Regions from separate parts of the Danio rerio genome. Here region 2 is linked to region 1. A link is a contact called in public HiChIP or PLAC-seq data. All regions are on one chromosome and are shown on one strand. Each heading gives the region's core, a stretch centred on a gene start, on an enhancer-like site or on the middle of the called end of the contact. The rest is flanking DNA. Distances are from core to core; before and after follow the strand shown.

Region 1 (4,828 bases), core at 1,340-3,839:
TTGTATTCAAGAGAGGAAAGAAAGTCAAACAAGGTTAGGAACAAGCAAATAGTGATGACAGAATTTTCAGTTTTGGGTGAACAATCCCTTTAACTCTGAAATATCCCTTTAACTCTGAAACAGGCCACATACAGTCCAAAACACTTTACCACATAATCTCAAATGTTTTTAAAATTTACAACAACAAAAGAGCCAAAAGTCACAAAGAACAAGTAAATAGATAGAATAAATAAAAGGATAAAAATGCCATTTCTCTCATATTTTTCACTTTAATTACAATCATTGTATTTGAAAAGCTCTCATACAAACAAGCAGAGACAATCGGGCATGCAGAAACAAGTCTCTCAAGTTTATAAATAAATAATTTAACCTAAAAACACTATTTATTACAGGGTTTCTGCAGGTTTCATTAAGTCAAATTTAAGACCCTTTTAAGACTATTGAAAATGAAATTTTAGACTTATACAGATCTATACACTAATGATTGTTTGTAATGGCCCGGTTGGCACAGTGGAATTTTGTTTATTTATTTTCTGCTTGCCACAAAAAAAATAAATAAATCAAATGTAATTATTTCTTAGCAGCATACTTTAATGCACAGGTGTCAAACTCCGTTCCAAAAGGGCTGCAGCTCTGCACAGTTTAGTTCCAACCCTAATTAAACACACCTGATCAAACTAATTGAGTCCTTCAGGCTTGTTTGAAACCTACAGGTAAGTGTGTTGGAGCAGGGTTGGAACTAAACTGTGCAGAGCTTCGGCCCTCCAGGAATTGAGTTTGACACCCCTGCTTTAATGTGTCAAAAAACTTTTTTCTACATATTTACTTTTTCTTTTTTTTTTGAAAGAAAAATTACAAGTTTAACATTCTTAAAACTATATTTATTGTGGAGACAATTACATAAAAAAGTATTTGTTGGTTTTTGGTCCAAATTTGAGTAACCTCTATTCAACCTAAAGTGTTTCTGTTAAAACCTTAATTTTTATGTCTATTTATAAATATTATGTCTACTCGCTCTTCATTCATTCAATCATTTTCTTTTTCAGCTCAGACCCTTTATTAATAAGGGGTCGCCACAGTGGAATGAACCGCCAACTTATCCAGCATGTTTAACAAAGCGGATTTCCTTCCAGCTGCAACCCAATCACGGGAAACTCTACTCGTCCTTACTTCTATAAATATATTTTGTACGAATGGAAGATAACGTAAAGGGATATTTTGCTCTGTTGTTATCATGAGGAACTGTGTAACTTTTATTTTTCTTTCCATGATTCTATTTAGATGAATTGTTGGTGATTGGATGGATGTCGGCCTGATTGGGTAGCTTTACATGGACAGAGACAATTAAGAGCTGTTTAAAATGATTTAAGGCATACAACACAATATTTCTGTGAATTTAAGCCTTAAGGCCAAACATTTTTTGTCGTTTTTGAAATTTAAGACAGTTTAGGACTTTTTAAGACCCTGCGGACACCCTGTTAGGGAACAGCAGTGTAGGCACAAGCTGTGTTTGAATTTTGGCTAACAGTAGAAACGCTGCTAAACTGTTAAGAGATGCACAGACTTGGGTGACACACACGTAATCTCTCTCTCTCTCTCTCTCTCTCTCTCTCTCTCTCTCTCTCTCTCTCTCTCTCTCTCTCTCTCTCTCTCTTTGGTTAATATCTCCACAACACACGCCTCAATTACAAAACTGAGATTTTGGAAGCAACTTGGAATGAGGGTAATAAGAAAGATACAAATACCTGTCAAATGTCTTGAAACAACATATTAACAACTTCTTGAGGTGTGGTATTAAGCGAAATAACCGAGTCCATGCTGTCAAAAATATGTTACTTTAACACAAATCGAAAGAAATGATCTTTAAAAACCTGTCATGAATTATTTATAGAAGTGGAACGGACCAACAGATGTCCATGTCCTCAAAGCATTCTGTGAGTACGGCGACGCAAGATCCATTCCTGGCTTTCCAAGAGCGCGATATTTTATTTTATTTTATTTTATTTTATTTTATTTTATTTTATTTTAAACAGGGTGTAAATTCGCACAGCAATTATTCTTTTCCAAAACATTTACTTAAAAAAGCAAGCCAAACCAAATCGGCTTTCACTCCCAGTCCACACCACTTTCACTTCTCTGTAAACTTCTCTACCTGGCCTGTAATAATTTTGCAAGTGCAATATTATATATTTTAACTCAGAACATTTACATTTATTTTTTTTTTCAAATATGTGATGATATTTCTAAATATAACATAAAGGATAGAAAATAGATTTCGACAGTAATCTTCTGTTATAAAAATAAAATAGAAAATACATAAGAAAGTAACAAAAAACAGAATATGAATTATAGAAGATTTATATACTTGATTATTCTGTTTATTATTAGAGAATTTAGAATAGAAAGTGATTCTGTGTTTGTAGCCATATCACTTTTAGAAAATTGCTGTACTAATATTGCGTATTTATATCATTTCTACGCGATATTAATCTTGGAGAGAGTTCAAAAATAGCAAACTGTCATAAGAAGCCGTCAGTCGTGTCTGTAGTGAGTGCACGCGCACGCTTCCTCTCTCTGCCCCCTCCCCTTAGCAACAGAAGCAAGATGGCGGCCCCCAGTAACGCTGAGCGTTCTCCTGATCCATCGGTGCCGCTGAAGATTCCCAAAACCGAGGTACCTTCCCCGGAATCCGAGGATCTCAGTGACAGTAACCAATACCATTCCAACCCCTCCACCCCTAACAGATTCTCTCCTCTGAACGTCGGGGTTTCGCTGTCCGGGGGCGCAGGCCGAAGCGGATCGGCCTCTGCCTCCAACAGCTTCACCGCCTGCCGGGGCATGTCCTGGACCCCGTCCGAAACCAACGCGCTGATCGCCGTGTGGGGCAACGAGCGGCTGGCGGAGGCGCGGATGCAGCAGCTGGAGGTGGCCGGGACGGTGTTTTCTGGCAAGGCTCCGGGGCCAGCGATGTACGAGCGGGTGTCCAGAGCGCTGTCAGAGCTCGGCTACGAGAGAACCCCGTCCCAGTGTCGAGAGAGGATGAAGGTAAATCAACACAGACACCAAATAACACATCGACGCACATGGCTGTCACTCACATGTGCTCGGAGACTTGTTGTCATGTCTGTTTGGCAGTTGCATTTTATTGCACAGAGCTTTGGTGGAGCTGTCAAAATCAAAAATCGTGTTGACCCCCAGAGGTTTGGTGAAGATAGCAAAAGCTAAACACAAGACAGTGATTGGGAGAGAGAATTTTAGACATAACATATTGAAATGACATATTAAAGCTTCAATGTCCAAACTGCTATACATTTTAATCACTCATGCTTTACAGTGTAACACTGTACATGAGCGAGTTATATAAGCAATACTTATTATTATACGTTATTATTTATTACTATTATTGCTTATTTTCATATTAGTGTGTCTAATTGTTTCATATCACATACATTAACATACATTTTACAGTATAAGGTTGTATTAGTTATTGTGTTTACTGACATTGAACAATGCATTTATAATAGCATTTATTCATCTTTAATAGTTAATGAAAATACAGTTGTTCATTGTTAGTTCATGTTAACTTAACTAATGGTGACAAGCATTACTTTGGATATTAATAATGCATTATTAAATGTTGAACTTGGTTTAATTAATGCTGTAAGTATTGCTCATTCTTAGTTAGGACTGCACAATATATCATTTTAGCATTGATATCGCAATGTGATCATTCGCAATAGCCACATCAGAGGCATACGCAATGTTGAGTTTGTATTGTAAATTATAATTTGCATGTGTTTTAGTGCCTGTAAATGTATAATGATTTTAAAAGCATTCAGGTATAAGAAATTGTACCATTTGTGACCTTAACTACGATTAATTTTATTGAATTAATTTCTTTTTCTTATTTTAATCATTCAAATACTGTACTTGAATATTGTTACAGGAAACAATAAGACACTTTGTATCTTTTTTTTTTTTATTGTATTTATAGGTTGTTATGCATGCAAATACAACACATACAAATACAGAAATGCACTGCAAATAGATCAGACTGCACCGAAAATGTGTCGGGGGACCCCAAAAAGTTTTTAGATTGTTTATTAGATTTTATGGAGGTGCAAATAGTAAACATTGATTAGTCAATCTCTGACTAAACACGTGCATGAAAATACAGCACATGCAAATACAGAAATGCACTGCAAGTAGCACAGATAACAATGAAAATATGTCGGGGGACCCCAAAAATGTTATAGATTGTTTATTATATTTTATGGAGATGCACTCCGACTGAAGAATCATCCCAATGGTGTCAGGGTGTGGGGGTGATGAAGAGGAGGCGAGGACCCAAATGCGGGGAATGAAGAATTTATTGAAAAAATAAAACAAAAACAAAACTCAAATCTCCCCATGTGGGGAAAAACCCGACATGGTTATACACTCAACTAGACTTCAAGAATCAGGAACTTGGCAGACACACAACTTAACCACTGTTGTTGAACAGAAACAGCAAATTACGTACAACAGGGAAGGAAACAATCAACAACGGACCAGCACAGAACAGAGCACACTAGGAGAATAAATAGGAAAGACAAACCAATAAACAGACAGGCGGACAGGTGAAAATAATAATTACAAACAAGATAACAAGGTGGGTGGGACAAGACAATAGACGGGAGAGCGCATGACACAGAGAGACAATACAAGCCATGCGCTCACATAACACAACACTGAAGCACACGACAAGAGCACGTGACCACAATGTAAACACCGAGCCACGTGCTTTGACAAAAGACGCAAGACACAAGCACACGATGAATGAAAACAC
Region 2 (4,828 bases), core at 1,402-3,901, 99 kb after region 1:
TTGTTTGTGTTGCCAAATCATGCTAAATAAAACAGCAAGAAATTAAAGAATAGGGGCAAGAGTCTTCATACATTCATGTTGCCAGATCATACCAGCAAAAAAACAAAAAAAAAAAAACAATAAGAAATTATGTAAACTAGGTAGGCACTTTTATTTTGCTAGACATTTAAAAAAAAAACTGTAAATAATTAATTTAAGGGGTACACTTAAATGTTTGATTAACCTTTTTATGTTGCTAGGTGTTTTAAAAACTGTAATTAATTAAATTGAGGTACACTTGTTCACTTATTTGTGTTGCCAAATGATACTATATAAAACAGCAAGAAATCAAAGAATAGGGGTACGAGTCTTGATATATTCATGTTGCCAGATCATACTAGGAAAAAAAACAATAAGAAATTAGGTAAACTAGGTTTGATTAACCCTTTTATGTTGCTAGGTGTTTTAAAAACTATAATTAATTAAATTGAGGTACACTTGTTGACTTTTTTGTGTTGCCAAATCATGTAGATAAAACAGCAAGAAATCAAAGTATAGGGGTATGAGTCTTGACACATTCATGTTGCCAGATCATACTAGAAAAGCCAACAGGAAATCACAGTCAACCAACAGTTATTTGTGTTGCCAGATTTGGTAGAACAGCACAAAACCATAGGGGAAGGAGTATGAGTGTTGACTAATTTGTGTTGCCAAATAACCCTAGAATAAATCATTCCCTTGATAAAGTGGAGCATACTTTACAATACATTTCCCTAATGGGGAAGTGCTTAGGGCATGATGGGAAGTGTGTCTAAAAGTGAAGTGGAAGGCAGTGAGTCTAAACTCATCCATGTTTCCAGATCATGCTACAGGGGAAAAAACAACAACACTTTAATTTCTCCAGAAAATGTATTGCTTTATAAAGCAAATACAAAAAAAGCTTATAATAGTTGTACGTGGCAACACTTCTATAAAAAGAATATGATGACTTTGTTGAATGTGGCCAAATTAAAATTGTATAACGTAACAATTTACTGAAAGCATTTAGCCAAAAATGGATATCAAGTATACAGAAAGAGAAAGTTTGGATAGAAAGTGTCAATCATTTCAATGTGGGTGTCCTAAAACATTACAATCTGGATGTTAATATGATCATGAATACACATGCATACAATATGACCCATTCTGTCTCTTTCAGTACCTCCTTCTATACCGGTGTGTAAGGTTAAAGAAAAGCCTGTCCTTAAAGCAAACATTACTCTTTCCTGTAACTCCAATGAGGGTAAACCGGCCCCCAAATACAAGTGGATCAAAACCAGCCCCACATCAGAGGTCTTCTTCTCTCCTGCATTGAGTGAGTCTGTCTACTTTTATGTCTACTTAATTTTTCACCCAAATTAAAATGCACTCACCTTATTGTAATGTTGTAATGCATGGGGATTTTTATATCATACAGTTATATATGAAAAACACACTAAAACATTATATTAGCCATGTGACTTCAGATTTGGAATACAGCACTGGCCAATTTATGATGTCTTAAAACAAGTCCTTTCTGAAAATTTCAATTGAAAAAAACAAAAACAAAATAATAAATTCCTGCTTAAAACAAAAGTGAATAAAGTGATGTGTGTTTTGAACGGCATGAATGTGAGTAAATGATTTTAGGATTTTCATCTTTGCCTCGACTAACTAATCCTTTAAGCATGACGGGGAAACAGTTTGAGCCGAGATTAAACTTTAAAACCATATATTTGTCGACCATTATGTAATTTTAGAGTCATCAGTGGAATTATCAGCTACTGTTACCCTCTGATCTCTGTTTAATATTAAAAAAATGCGTTGTTATTTGTATTAGCGTGTAAGTTTGACTTTAACTTCACGCTTTGGTGTTATTGCAGATGAAACGGCAGGAACTTTAAAACTGAACAACCTAAGCAGTAACATGTCAGGGAAATATGTGTGCACTTCAACCAACTCTGCAGGAGAGGAGACCTGCTACATCAACCTGGAGGTCATCACATGTATGTACTGTTTTTTTATCATTACACTTCTGTCAAAACTCTGTCATGCTAACAACTTTCTAAACAGGTTAGAAACATGCTAAAAACAATTTTAAACATGTTAGCGATTTGTTAAACATACTAGCAACCTGTTAAAAAATTGTAGCCACACTAACAATATGCTAGCAAAAGATCCTTACTTGATTCTGATTGGTCAGTTATTCCATGAACTAATAAAAATATAGGCTCATCCAGGTACTTCGAATTATCTTTATTATATTTATATGCTTATCTTTCACACTGTTGTACTTGGCTGTTTGTCGCCATCTGGTGACTGTAAAATAACCATGTAGGTTAGTGTTGCTCATCGTTCATGCTGTTGTTCTTGGTGGTTTGTCGCCATCTTGTGCCTGAAAAATAAGCATGTAGGTTAGTGTAGGCCGCTTTTTTGTTTCTGTCAGCTTTGCTTAACTAAGGAGCTAAAAATTATTACAGCTCAGATCAATGTTTTGTGTTAAAAACATGTTAAAGATGGAGGGACGAGTATCTGCTGGAGCTAAACTTTCACACTCTATTGCTACACTCTAAAGCGGCCTGCTCCACAACCACCTCTCAGCCCACCCGGAAGAGCCCTCAGACTTTTGCCACACAGCCAGGGCCCAAACAACGCTCCATCCTCAGCTGGTGAACAAAACAACTCTCAGTGGTGTGCGTCAGGGGCCTGCTTACATAACAGTAGCCTATCTTTATCAAATGTTTACAGAACAAGCAGGAACCCAGTGTGCCTGTAGCTTTCTTCGCAGATATGTGTTGTATTACGTGACAAAAAACTGAAGAGTTCTTCAGGCCGTATAGCAAATCTTTCAAATCTGGTGTCGATTAAATGTAAATCTAAGACTACTGTAGGGAAAACAGCTAAAACTGTTAAGTTAGCACTTTTAAACATCAGATCACTCATCAAAAAGTCACTTTTAGTCAATGATTTTATCAGCACAAATTGCCTTGATTTTATGCTTTTAAATGAAACTTGGCTAGATGACAGTTGTAGCGCAGCGGTCCTGAATGAAACGGCTCCTTTAAACTTTGATTTTTGAGTGTTTGCAGAGCTAATAGGAGAGGTGGAGGCATCGCTGCCCTGTTTAAAGATGTCTATGAGTATAAACAAGTGTCATTTGGTGACTATTTGTCCTTTGAATATCTGAGTATAGCACTGAAGGGTGCTCCCCGCATTTTACTGATCATTTTCTACAGACCTCCAAAATATTCTCCAACTTTTTTTGATGATTTTACAGAGCTGGTATCAATTGTAACCTCTGAATTGGACTATTTTAGTATTGCTGAAGATTTTAATATTCACATTGATAATCCAGAAATCAATGCTGTAAAAGAACTGATGCCTGTTTTGAACACTTTTAATCTGTTCAAGGAACCACACACAATAGGTGTTGAGAAATAAATGAGAAATAAATACCATGTCCATTTCAAAGTTATACATAGAGCATACATAGCTCCTTATAAGAGATTTAAAATGAAACTGCAGTCTCACTACAGCTGTCATATCTGTAACACTGTATCCTCAGGTAATTTTCTTCATATGTTTTGGGAATGTCCAATTGTTGTCGACCTTTGGTCTCATGTAATTTCTGTTTTGTCCTTTTTTTACTACAAGTTGATTATGTGTCTAATTCAGGTTTATGTCTTCTCAATGATGATACTAATTTCTGTACAAGTACACTAAAGAAGAGAATGTTGTTTGCTGGTTTTACAGCTGCAAAGAAGGCAATAATACAAAATTGGTTTTCTCCGCACATGTGCAAAAACATTTTGGATTCATAGCCCCCTTAAAATAGTGACTTGTGAAGCTACAATAGCACAAATTAATAATGCTAGACCTAGTACCATTCATCCATGGCAATGATTTTCTTCCAGCATTTTGGACAATATAAAGGAATGACCATGTAAAGTTTTTTTTTTTCTCTCTTCTTTCAGATTGAAAATTGTTGATATGTCTGTTGCTCCCCCTCCCCTGTTTGTTTGTTTGTTTGTTTGTTTGTTTGTTTGTTTGTTTGTTTGTTTGTTTGTTTGTTTGTTTGTTTGTTTGTTTGTTTGAATGTCTTTTATTTTGTTATTCTAAAGTCAATAAAACGTTGATCACACACACACAAAAAAGAAATAAATACCCCATATGGTCAGTTGGCATTTCTATGTGGTGTTTGCATGTTCTCCCTGTGTTCGCGTGGGTTTCCTCCGAGTGATCTGGTTTTTCCCACAAGTCCAAAGACATGTGGTACAGGGGAATTGGGTAGGCTAAATCTACCATAGTGTATGTGTGTGAATGAGTGTGTGTGGATGTTTCCCAGTGATGGGTTGGAAGGGCATCCGCTGCGTAAAACATGTGCTGAAAAAGTTGCCGGTTCATTCCGCTGTCGCGACTCCAGATTAATAAAGGGACTAAGCCGAAAAGAAAATTAATGAATGAATATATATATATATAGGTATATCCTTTATCTACCTAGTCATGATTAAAAAACTACTACCTGCAGGTCACACTTTATAAAGTCTATATCAAAGTCTGTCTTTTTTCTGCAACACATTTGGGGTTTTAATTAAGATGAAAAGATTGAGATTAATTTTAAGATTTAAAAAAAGAAATGTGGTAAACACTAACTTTGTCTGTTCCTTTTGCACAGCGACAAATGCCGGAATGATCGCTGGCGTTACATTCGGCTGTATAGTGGCTCTCATCCTGATCGTTATCTTCCTCATCTTCATGTGGACGAGACGGAAAGACACCGAGGAGGATCTGGCCAATGACATCAAGTATGACGATTATCATTAATTGACTG

What was found. HiChIP or PLAC-seq counts read pairs in DNA pulled down with a chosen protein or histone mark.
Region 2: a contact with region 1 is called in an H3K4me3 HiChIP or PLAC-seq map of embryo, with 5 times the contacts expected there. The contact joins the enhancer-like site here to the promoter of si:ch211-80m8.2 in region 1. A contact is called at or near these places in 5 of 18 Hi-C or Micro-C datasets (caudal fin, embryo, hematopoietic stem cells and 1 more) and 2 of 4 datasets of contacts at active chromatin or transcription factors (embryo and gastrula embryo).

What each region holds. Positions count from the first base shown.
Region 1 is chr10:36,617,727-36,622,554 of GRCz12tu, forward strand. si:ch211-80m8.2 reads left to right here and starts at 2,590. Exons shown (of 4, transcript XM_001339696.6): 1 at 2,590-3,045. The coding sequence starts at 2,605.
Region 2 is chr10:36,716,765-36,721,592 of GRCz12tu, forward strand. esama (endothelial cell adhesion molecule a) reads left to right here. Exons shown (of 7, transcript NM_001115066.2): 4 at 1,178-1,333; 5 at 1,881-2,003; 6 at 4,673-4,802. Among named protein-coding and RNA genes, the nearest start is that of fez1, 59 kb to the right of the region's middle. Within about 2 kb of position 2,652, at least 9 of the 62 cell types and tissues checked have an H3K27ac peak or open chromatin away from gene starts, as enhancers often do.